Linked DNA regions of Callithrix jacchus: region 2 is linked to region 1. Evidence: chromatin contacts called from public Hi-C data. All regions are on one chromosome and are shown on one strand. The core of a region is the stretch at or near the end of the contact, and the rest is flanking DNA. Distances in the headings are between cores, read along the strand shown.

What was found. Hi-C and Micro-C count contacts between places; a contact is called where the count stands out from the background.
Region 2: a contact with region 1 is called in a Hi-C map of induced pluripotent stem cells, with 3 times the contacts expected there. The contact joins two enhancer-like sites. A contact is called at or near these places in 2 of 3 Hi-C or Micro-C datasets (induced pluripotent stem cells and skeletal muscle).

Annotation. Positions count from the first base shown.
Region 1 is chr7:146,696,241-146,701,662 of calJac240_pri, forward strand. It overlaps AKNAD1 (AKNA domain containing 1), which reads right to left. Exons shown (of 15, transcript XM_002751166.8): 14 at 2,404-2,533; 15 at 1,397-1,667. The coding sequence ends at 1,536. Among named protein-coding and RNA genes, the nearest start is that of AKNAD1, 35 kb to the right of the region's middle. Within about 2 kb of position 3,076, at least 7 of the 16 cell types and tissues checked have an H3K27ac peak or open chromatin away from gene starts, as enhancers often do.
Region 2 is chr7:146,778,111-146,783,532 of calJac240_pri, forward strand. It overlaps GPSM2 (G protein signaling modulator 2), which reads left to right. Exons shown (of 14, transcript XM_035252351.3): 2 at 1,374-1,595; 3 at 1,991-2,126; 4 at 2,465-2,607; 5 at 3,137-3,260; 6 at 3,373-3,488. The coding sequence starts at 1,375. Among named protein-coding and RNA genes, the nearest start is that of GPSM2, 21 kb to the left of the region's middle. Within about 2 kb of position 2,746, at least 2 of the 16 cell types and tissues checked have an H3K27ac peak or open chromatin away from gene starts, as enhancers often do.

The DNA.
Region 1 (5,422 bases), core at 1,826-4,325:
GTCAGAGGTATTTTCACACTGACCTCTGCTTTATCTCTTCCAGGGTATCCTAAACCAATTTATAAGCCCCAAAGTTAAAAACAGCCCATTCTCCAGCCAGCTAGACAAATTGCAGCTGCCCACACTGGCACAAAAATCTAAAGTGGGAACAGATTCAGCTCCCTCCTGACCACTGAGCCAAACTTGGGGGTTGAGAAACCATTCATTGAATGTCTGGGGTGAATGAAGATCAGAAGTTTCAGGAAAGGGGGAAAGAGCCAAACCCTGCTCTTCTGTCACTAAAGAGGTAATAAATCAGTCTTAAGCAAATCAAAAGCTTACTTTGAAAAAATAAAATGCCTGCTCTGGTCTACATGAAACATTACAAATTTACTTAATCTCTGGTACACAGTTTTAATGAATTGTCTTTTCCAAAATATTATTAATCTAAGGCTATTATTTTTGCAAATTTCTGATTTTAAGATACCGCTAAACAGATAATTTTGATTTGTAACATAAGTATATCGTAAGAATGTCATATAGTACAGAAAATAAGGTAAAAAAAACCCTTCTCCCCCGAAACTCCCAGTTTTATTTACTAGCGGTTCACTTAAGATTTTTTAGGTTTCTTTCCTGAAAATATGTATACCCTTGAAAAAAGAATACACAAATGAAGAGCCAGGTACGGTGCTTACCTGTAGACCCAGCCACTCAGGAGGCTAAGGCAGGAGGATTGCTTGAACCCAGGAGTTCAAGTCCAGCCTAGGCAACATAATAAGACCCCTGTCTCTTTAAAAATATATACAAATGAGGTTAGAAGTAACATATATATATGCTTAGGCATCTTGCTTCTTTCACTATTTTGCAGATAATCCAACCTCATTCTTTTTGGTGGTTACAAAGTATTGTCATTTATGAATCATCACAGGAGGTATTTAGATTAGTTCCCCCTTGGGGTTATTACCATCAGTGCTCCAGTGGCCTTCCCTCTACATATATCATGCAACATTGTATGACTTGTATATAAAGGAAATTCCTAGTGGTGGAATTGCTGCTCTGAAGGCACATGATTTAGAATTTGTGGAACTTGGTAGATACTAAAAAATAGTCTCCCAAAAAGGTTGCATTTCTGCCAACAGCCTATGAGACGACCAGTTTCCCTCCATCCTCACACAGGCTTCCTTCAAACATTTTTTCAGACCTAATAGATAAAAGAAAACTCATTGTTTTGTTTTGATTTCTTTTATTATGAGTTAGGAAGAACATAGATTTATTTTAAAATAAATACCTGTTGGCTACTTTTGATTTTAAGAATCAGAAGTCCTTTCTTTTTTTCTAGATTTATTAAAAATAAGTCCTTGTTTACTGCTTTTGATTTTAAGAATCAGAAATCCCTTCTTTTTTTCTTTTTCCTTGTAAGTACTTTGTGTTACACATTTCTTACAGTTTTTGTGTTTTCTCTAGAAAGTTCTTTCCCTAAATTGTGCAGTAAGCAAAATACATTTTGGGGGAAGATCAAGTTTTCTTTGCATTTTTTTCTTTTTCCTGGCATTGAACTAGTATTTCAGCCGATTCCTCCACCTCTGTGCTTTAGCAAGGTCTTCTGCAATCATTTTAATCATTTGATCTGTAGTTTCTTTCAAAATGGTTGCTGTCCTTAGGGCATGATCCAAAGCCGAGTTTAGATTCTACAGAGAAAAAGTCCACACATTTTAATTACATAAACTAAGTGCTGTTTCTGCTCATTGGGTTCTCTCATTAAACATTACAAGGTGGAATTTTTGGAGCATTCCTATTTTCCACTTGGTCTATTTCTGTTTTTGAGGGTTGGTTTCCTAGGAGACCAGTCTGAGATGGAATATATTTGTTAGGGAAAGGGATTGAAAAAAAGATCAGCACGTGACTGATGGGCATGAATCAGAGGGTGAGGTCAGCCGCCAGCTGGGCTGTTTCCCTGCCGCAGAGAAAGAATAGAAGAACAGCTCTTAGGGGCCATTGATGGGGATTTGGGAGCTATAACCACTGAGAGGGTACTCAGGGATACAGCGCATGCGTGTGTAAACATTTGAAAGTGGACTGGGGATTCGAGTTAGTGACTTGAAATAGGAAACCACTGGCAACCCTGATCACAGTGTCACTGGAACAGACCCAGTGCCTTCAAGCCCGGGCCAGGGATATCCTGTAGCTGAGGCACCAGCCACAAATCACTTTCTCCAGGAAATTTCCCTTGGAACCAATTTAGGAATAATACAGACCATGCAGCTGCTGAGGCTGTGTGTCTTTAGCTTAGTACTGAGCATATGTCTTTAGCAGAGCGTTTTCTGAAGCCCTGATACTGTAATAACTTCAGAGCTGTCAGTTCTTTGGTCATCAAGATCAAACTACGAGCTGCACGGATTCTTGAATGATTTTCTAAGTCCTCACCTTAGATTCTGTTTCTTCAGTGCTATCAAAGTCATCTAAGGATTTGCTTCCAGAATTCCTGCAGGAGTAGAAATGGGGCGAGGGTGTTGCAAGGTCTGAGCTGTAGGTCCTGAAAGCGTGAAGATTTTTTCTGGAAGACAAAAGCACATTGATACTTGTGTAAAGCACCACCCTCTACCACACTCTTGTTCACGTCAGCTCCGTGGTCGGTAATAGCTCTATGTGTGTGGTTTGGGCGGTGGATTTGTGCACCCGCTGCCTTCGTAGCTCTCGTGCTCCCATGTGGCTGACCACGGCTGAGCTTCAGAAAAAGGTTGTTGCCATGACCATGAGGGTTTTTCCTCCCAGAATTTATCTGCTTTTCCTCTGGTGCAGGAAGAGGCAAGACTCCAAAGACATTTTTTATTCTGTTTTCATTCTTTTGGGGCCAACTTTCTACCTTGCGTTTTTATAAAACAAATACACAAAACTACAAATTACAGGTACCTTGGGTTGAGTTCATTCTGGCACCAGTGAGCTTTCACCCCAAGGAGGCAGAAGCAGTCAAAAAATAAAAGCCGCTCCTTTTGAAGTAAACAGGCTGCCCTTGCCTGCCACACTGCGATGGGTTCTGTCTCAGGGATGGGCTGAAGTCTGCTCTAGGTGAATTAGGGGTGCAAGGCCACTGGGCTGTTCAGATCGTGCAGAGCATGGCTCTGGGGGGCTATTTGCATAGTCTGTGAAGGTCACTGCCTGAAGTTACGCTTTTCTCAAGCAGGAGCAGTGGCCCTGAGGGAAGCCATGAGAACTTGCCTGTTGACAGGGCTGTCATAGAGCCACCCTCACATCTTCCCCTAGCTTCAGGTTTCCACTGTTAAACATTACTTCTTTGGTACATAAAACACTTTTGAGCAATATCATCTTCAGAAAACATCCCTTCTTCCCTCTCCCCTGCCATATGAACATCAGTCAGTTCTGCAAGTTATTTTAAAACATTGGATTGATCCTCTAGGCAATAGGTAGTCCAGCATCAGGGGCCGGCAACTAATGAAATACTCTGGGTAGGGGATGGCAGAGTGCTGCAGAGTCCTCTCTCTCCCCGTATCTCATCTGTCTCCACTGTCAACAATGCAATAACAGCCATCACCTGCTGAGTACTTATTATGAGGTGGGTACCATTCTAAGTGCTTTGTATGTATGGACTCAGTCCTCAATGAGTTTGGCACTATGAAATGGAGGCACAGAGATGTCAAGGAAACTGCCCAAGGACACAGAACCAAGACAAACCCAAAAAGTTGGCCGGGTGCGGTGGCTCACACCTGTAATCCTAGCACTTTGGGAGGCCAAGGAGGGTGATCACCTGAGGTCAAGAGTTGGAGACCAGCCTGGCCAACATGGCAAAAGCCCATCTCTACTAAAAATACAAAAATTAGCTGGGTGTGGTGGCCAGTGCCTATAATCCCAGCTACTTTGAAGGCTGAGGCAGGAGAATCACTTGAACCCAGGAGGCAGAGGTTGCAGTGAGCCAAGATCTTGCCATTTCACTCTAACCTGGGCAAAAGAGCAAAACTTCATCTCAAAAAAACAAGAAGTCTCCAAAGGCCACATTCTTAAATTCTTAAATATTTTTAAAACATGGGGCTAGACTATGTTAGAGGGTAGTAGGTTCAGACTGAGTGGCTCTGAGTGAGAGCCTGAACTGTTAGCCACTCTGCTGCACTGTTGGTTCTGTCTTTTAAATAGCTCTTGAATGCAGACACAGACTTTTCTCTTTCCATCTCCACCCTTAGCCAAGCTGCAGCATTCTCACCTGAATTATTTCACTAGCCTCTTATTTGGCCTTTGTCCTCCAATCTTAACTCCTCTAATTCATTTCTACTCCCTCAGTAGCTAGACTGATCCTTTAAAACACTAAAAAACTTTTTAAATTCTCTGATTAAAAAACTTAATTGTGGAGGGGATGGCCTGCTATAGTGGCTCATGCTTGTAATCCCAGTGCTTTGGGTGACCGAGGTAGGAGGATCGCTTGAGAGTAGGAGTTTAAGATCAGCCTGGGAAACATAGTAGGACCCCATGTCTACCAAAAAAAAAAAGTAGCTGGCTGTGGTATCACATGCCTCTACTCCTGGCTACTCAGGAAACTGAGGCAGGAAGATCAGCCTAGGAGGTCAAGTCTGCAGTGAGCCAAGATTGTACTCTAGCCAGAGCAACAGAGCAAGACCCTGCCTCAAAAAACTTTTTTTTAAACTTCACTGGGGGAGCCAGACATCTGTAATCCCAGTGCTTTGGGTGACCAAGGTGGGAGGATCACTTGAGGTCAGGAGTTCAAGACTAGCCTGGACAACACAGCGAGACTCTGTCTCTACAATTTTTTTTAAAATTTGCACTGATAGCCCTACTCAGGAGGTGAGGTGGGAGGATGGCTTGAGCCCAGGAGTTAAGGCTGCAGCAAGATATGATCACCATGGCACTCCAGCCTGGGTGACAAAGGGAGACCCTGTCTCTCAAAATAAAAACTAATTAACAAAAAAATAACCACCCTAGTTGGCTTCCCCTTGCTCCTAAGAATCTGAAATACTTCCTGGAATTGACAAGCCCCTGTAGCGTCTGGCCCTGGCAATCCCATCAACCTTCGCTCATCAGCCTCATCTTGCTCCACTGCCACTCCCTCTTTTGGGTTCCAGCCACACCATTCCTCAACTTGCCAAACGCCCCCTCAAACCAGGAAGCTTTCTGAGACTGGAATGTTCTTCACTGCCCCCAGGTCTCCTTGCTAGTTCATTCATACTTATCCTTTGAAGCTCAGCTTCTCTTAACTACCAAATTAGATCAGTAGGACTTTGTGCACCCCTTTCTTGGCACTTACAAAGACTGTGGCTTCTCTGCCAAAACAGTAAGCTCTGTGAGAGCAGGGATGGTGGCTGGCTTTATCCTGTGTCCTCAGTACCTAGCACAATGACTTGATTTATTGAATAAACAAACGTTTACTCAAACATTTGTTGAATAAACAAATGAAGGATTGAAGTATTAGATAGGTTTA
Region 2 (5,422 bases), core at 1,496-3,995, 82 kb after region 1:
GGTCTGTTAGGAGGTAAGCTGCAAGTGGGCAGGGCGAGTGAGCATTTCCACCTGAGCTCTGCCTCCTGTCAGATCAGCAGTGGCATCTCATAGGAGTGCAATCCCAATTGTGAACTGTACATGCAAAGGATCCAGTTTGCGTGCTTCTTATGAGAGTCTAATGCCTGATGATCTGTCACCGTCTCCCATCACAGCCAGATGGGACTATGTAGTTGCAGGAAAACAAGTTCAGGGCTCCCACTGATTGCACATTATGGTGACTATGTAGTAACGAGGAATAAAGTGCACAGTAAATGTAATATGCTTTAATCATCCCAAAACCATCTCCTGCCACACATCTATGGAAAAACTGTTTTCCACAAAACCGGCCACTGGTGCCCAAAAGGTTGGAGACTGCTGTATTAGAAAATAAATGTAAGTATCATATCAAATTCACAGTTTCACGAGTACTGATTTGGTTGAAGCTCAATTTTTTTTAAATGGTAAGTTAGTGTGCCAATTTAAAGGAAATTTGCCAAATTATAGAAATAATTAAATGAATAGGTACTTCATACATATCACAGAAATCATGAAGATGCTGAAGAAACACAATGGCAACTTGAATAAGGGGCACCCTCTAAAGGTACTTTGAATCCGAAGTACCAGTATTTTTTCTCCCAGATATGTTTACAGTGATTTAATCCTTCTGGCTTTTTCAATTCAGGGACAGACTTTGAAAATTAGTATTTTTGCAAATTTTTGAATCATTGCTTTCTAACTTTAAATTTCTTGACACTTAGTTCTCTTGTGAAAATGTGCCTTACAGATCAAGAATACTTTGTTCCTGTATTTTTCTAGGGTATGAGAGGTCATGTAAGAAGAGGAAGGAGAGTGTGTGTTATGTGTGTATGACAGGGAAAGAGAGGGATAGATGGATGGTCAGAGGGGTTGATGGACAGGTGACTAGATTACTTGGATACCTGGGTAGAGAACAATATTAATAATTGTGGGGCCTCACTTTCCAAATACTCGTCTCCTCAGACTCTCAGGAAGTCTAGAGGTCTGTTACAACTCAAAATTGTCTGGGAAATACTGCTTTAGATTCTTTCACTAGTAATATGAATTGCTCTGGGCCAATTAAAATGAGCTCCCTATTCTGTATAACAGACCTCTCTGAGCAGGCTCAGATAAATTTGAATAGGCAGATTACCTCTTGCTACAGATAACTGTTTTGCTGTTTTATCAGGAATGTATATAGACTTCAGTTATAGAGGCAGCTGTCCTGAACAAGAGTAGCCACACAGTCTACATTTAAATTATATTACTGGAAGTTAAAAATACTGTGATGCAGCTGTAATGTTATGTTTAAATGTCTGTCCTGTATAATTTTGTAGAATGGAAGCGTCTTGCCTAGAGCTGGCCTTGGAAGGGGAACGTCTATGTAAATCAGGAGACTGCCGAGCTGGCGTGTCATTCTTTGAAGCTGCAGTTCAAGTTGGAACTGAAGACCTAAAAACACTTAGTGCTATTTACAGCCAGCTGGGCAATGCTTATTTCTATTTGCATGATTATGCCAAAGCATTAGAATATCACCATCATGATTTAACTCTTGCAAGGTAATTAATTTAAGCTTTTAAAATATTCTTCCTTCTGCAATTAGCTATTATTTAAAAAAAAATTTCTATCCAATTAACAAAAACTAACAATATATTTAATGAGTTCTACTTCAGTAGCATCGCTTTTTAAAACTAATCTTTAGGCTGAACATAGCTTAATTGAATGAATAGTAGTGAAAGGACCCTAGAGTTTAATTAAATGAATGAAAACTAATTACATTCAAATACAGAAATGTAAGTTTTAAATATATATTTAAAGTAGGTTTCAGAGCCAATGGATTTTTCTTACCTTAAGCATGTCAGTTTGTCCTCTAGGAAAACTGTACTCTGGCTGCTTTATATTTTAACACCATTTGTATTTTAATACCATTTGTTTCTTTTTTTTTTTTTTCCAGGACTATTGGAGACCAGTTGGGGGAAGCCAAAGCTAGTGGTAATCTGGGAAACACGTTAAAAGTTCTTGGGAATTTTGATGAAGCCATAGTTTGTTGTCAGCGACACCTAGATATTTCCAGAGAGCTTAATGACAAGGTAATACCACAGCATTAAATGGTAGTAGACCCAATATTTTCATTCAAAGTGCTTTGCATTTTAATACTACTTAATTATTCTATAGTTTATTTAAAAATTAAAGCCAAAAAAGAAAACATTTATAGACTATAGAAGTAAAAGAGGAAAAAAAATTTTTGATGGAGAAAAGGAAGTAGCAAGAGGGCTTTCTTTCATAAGTAATCATTTGATTGGTTCTGTATGGAGAGCAAATATAAAAATTTCTTTCCCTTGACCATAATACTAAGGATATTACACATATATATGATAAAACTGACCTCTGTTTTCAAAATGTAATCTTTGCTGATGTCTTCATTTAGGTGGGAGAAGCAAGAGCACTTTACAATCTTGGAAATGTGTATCATGCCAAAGGGAAAAGTTTTGGTTGCCCTGGTCCCCAGGACGTAGGAGAATTTCCAGAAGAAGTGAGAAATGCCCTTCAGGCAGCAGTGGATTTTTATGAGTGAGTAGGGGCTGCTATGTGCAGTCATGCAGGCCCATCTAAGTTGTGGATCGGCTATATGTTCTTTATTCAGTAGTAAGTTTTAAGTTTGGCAAAAGTTTTAAAGTTATGAACTAGCAAAATCATCCATTCAGTTGCTTAACTGTTACGGTGTTATATTAGTAATCTGCAGCTTTTGTTTAAATTGCAGACCAGTGCCACTTAGTGGCACAAACAAGAAATATCAATGCTTGGTCTGTTATTTAGAGTAATTTAGTCTTTTACCAACAGAATTTCATAGAACTTCTTAACTACAGGGGTTCCCAGATTAACTCTGTGCTTGCCCCTGGGCAGAAACCTATCCGAATGGTTAAATAAAGTGTTGCCAGCTATTTCCTATAATTGCCCTTCATCGCAGATGTCATCCTTAAAATGTTGCACATTATGACTGTAAACTTATTTACATTTTTTCCTAATAAAATTAGATATGTAAATCAAATAAATAAAATTGTTTTGAAAACTTATTTCATCACTTTTTGCTGTCCCTTAGGGAAAACCTATCACTAGTGACTGCTTTGGGTGACCGAGCAGCACAAGGACGTGCCTTTGGAAATCTTGGAAACACACATTACCTCCTTGGCAACTTCAGGGATGCAGTTATAGCCCATGAGCAGGTACAGTGGAAGGCCTTGGAGCCAGATCATTTCTTCATCAAAGTTCTGAACACCGATTAGATCATTCTCCAGTTTTATTATAGCTACATCTAATTAAAACTTTCTTTTTCAGCGTCTCCTTATTGCAAAAGAATTTGGAGATAAAGCAGCTGAAAGAAGAGCATATAGCAACCTTGGAAATGCATATATATTTCTTGGTGAATTTGAAACTGCCTCTGAATACTACAGGTCAGTCTAATATTTCTGTAGATAAATGTAAAATGAATAGTTATTCAGTCCCATTAATTCATAGGCTTTGGTTTTAAAATCTGATTGCAGCAGGACCTGTGGCATCTAAGTCTCAATCTCCTTATCTGTAACAGAAAATAGCAGTACTTCATTTTGGGGAATGCTGTGAGGATTGAATGAAATAATATTTTAAGCACTTAGCATAGTACCTGGCACACAGTGCTCAATAAATATTATTGTACCTAAGATTTAATCGCTATATGAACACTTTTTATTATTGGTTTTTATCTTTAAAAGTAATTGTTTTTAAATGAAATTTTCAACCTTTAATGTCTTTTAAACTTGTTTAGCATATGTGGTATATATTGTGTATATACTTTATTTCACTCAATTATGGGTTAGAATAGAGGTCAAAAGAAAGCCTGGTAACAAAAATATTAATAATGTCTACCAGTGATCACTGAATTTTTCCTCTACATTCCCACCCTCTTATTGAGCAGTTCTCCCTTTACCCTCTTTTTGCCCATATTTGGCTATCACTGTAAGCTGAGTCCCCATTCATTTACCTGAAGAGCTGGCAATCGCAGCTGCTTCTGTGGCAGGATCTTTCTTATCAGTAGGTTTGAAACATATATGATAGGAAGTTAAGACAGCTTCAAGTTGTCTGATCTGTGCTTTCTGGATTGAGTTTTCCATAGTTAGTGGGGATTGAAGGCCCTTATAGATTTCAGGTAGAAGCCAGTTTGACCAAACAGAAGACACAGTGATTGATGTATTTTGTTAATCCAATGATTCTTTAATGAGTTCTGGATAATTTGTCATCTTTAAAAAAAAGGTAAAATTGGGCCAGGCACAGTGGCTCACACTTGTAATCCCAGCACTTTGGGAGGCCAAGGTGGGCGGATCACAGGGTCAGGAGATGAAGACCATCCTGGCTAACACGGTGAAATTCCGTCTACTAAAAATACAAAAAATTAGCCTGGTGTGGCAGTGCATGCCTGTAGTCCCAACTGCTCAGGAGGCTGAGGCAGGAGAAACACTTGAACCTGGGAAGCAGAGGTTGCAGTGAGCCAAGATCATGGCACTGCACTCCAGCCTGGGCAACAGAGCAAGACTCTGTCTCAAAAAAAAAAAAAAGAAAAGAAAAAAAGTAAAATTGTTTTAGGCCTATCTAAAAAATTGAATAGCATTCCACCTTGCTTTAAACATTAACTAGTGGTTAATATTTGTTGGTTGGTTAGGTTAGTTAGATATGAAATAGCTTCCCAAATAAAATATATCACGATGTGAAGGAGTATATATTTTATTTTAAATATGAAAGTTTTTATTTTCAAGCCAAGGTATATAGAGAAGTCTTAATTATTAAATGGTGTGTCTGTTAAAGACTGAAAGGTTCTATCATAAAGTGAATAGTGGCTATTTGCCTAAAGGAGCATGAATAGAAAGTAATGAAATTTACTTTTTTTCTCTCAATAAGCAGGCTAGAACTCAGAACTTTATATATATTCCAAATTGTTGGTTAGAAATATTTTTGGAACTCTTATTTGGAATTATTATTATTATTATTATTATTTGAGACGGAGTTTCACTCTTGTCACCCAGGCTGGAGTGCAATGGCACGATTTTGGTTTACTGCAACCTCCACCTCCTGGGTTCAAGCAATTCTCCTGCCTCAGCTTCCTGAGCAGCTGAGATTACAGGTGTCCACCACCACACCCAGCTAATTTTTGTATTTTTAGTAGAGATGGGGTTTCACCACATTGGCAAGGCTAGTCTCGAACTCCCAGCCTCAAGTGATCGGCCCACCTCGGCTTCCCAAAGTGCTGGGATTACAGGCGTGAGCCACCACACCCAGCCTGGAATTGTTTTCAGGGCCCAACAAAAAGACTGACATAACATTACAGATCCATAGCCTTATGGATACAAAGCAGTAG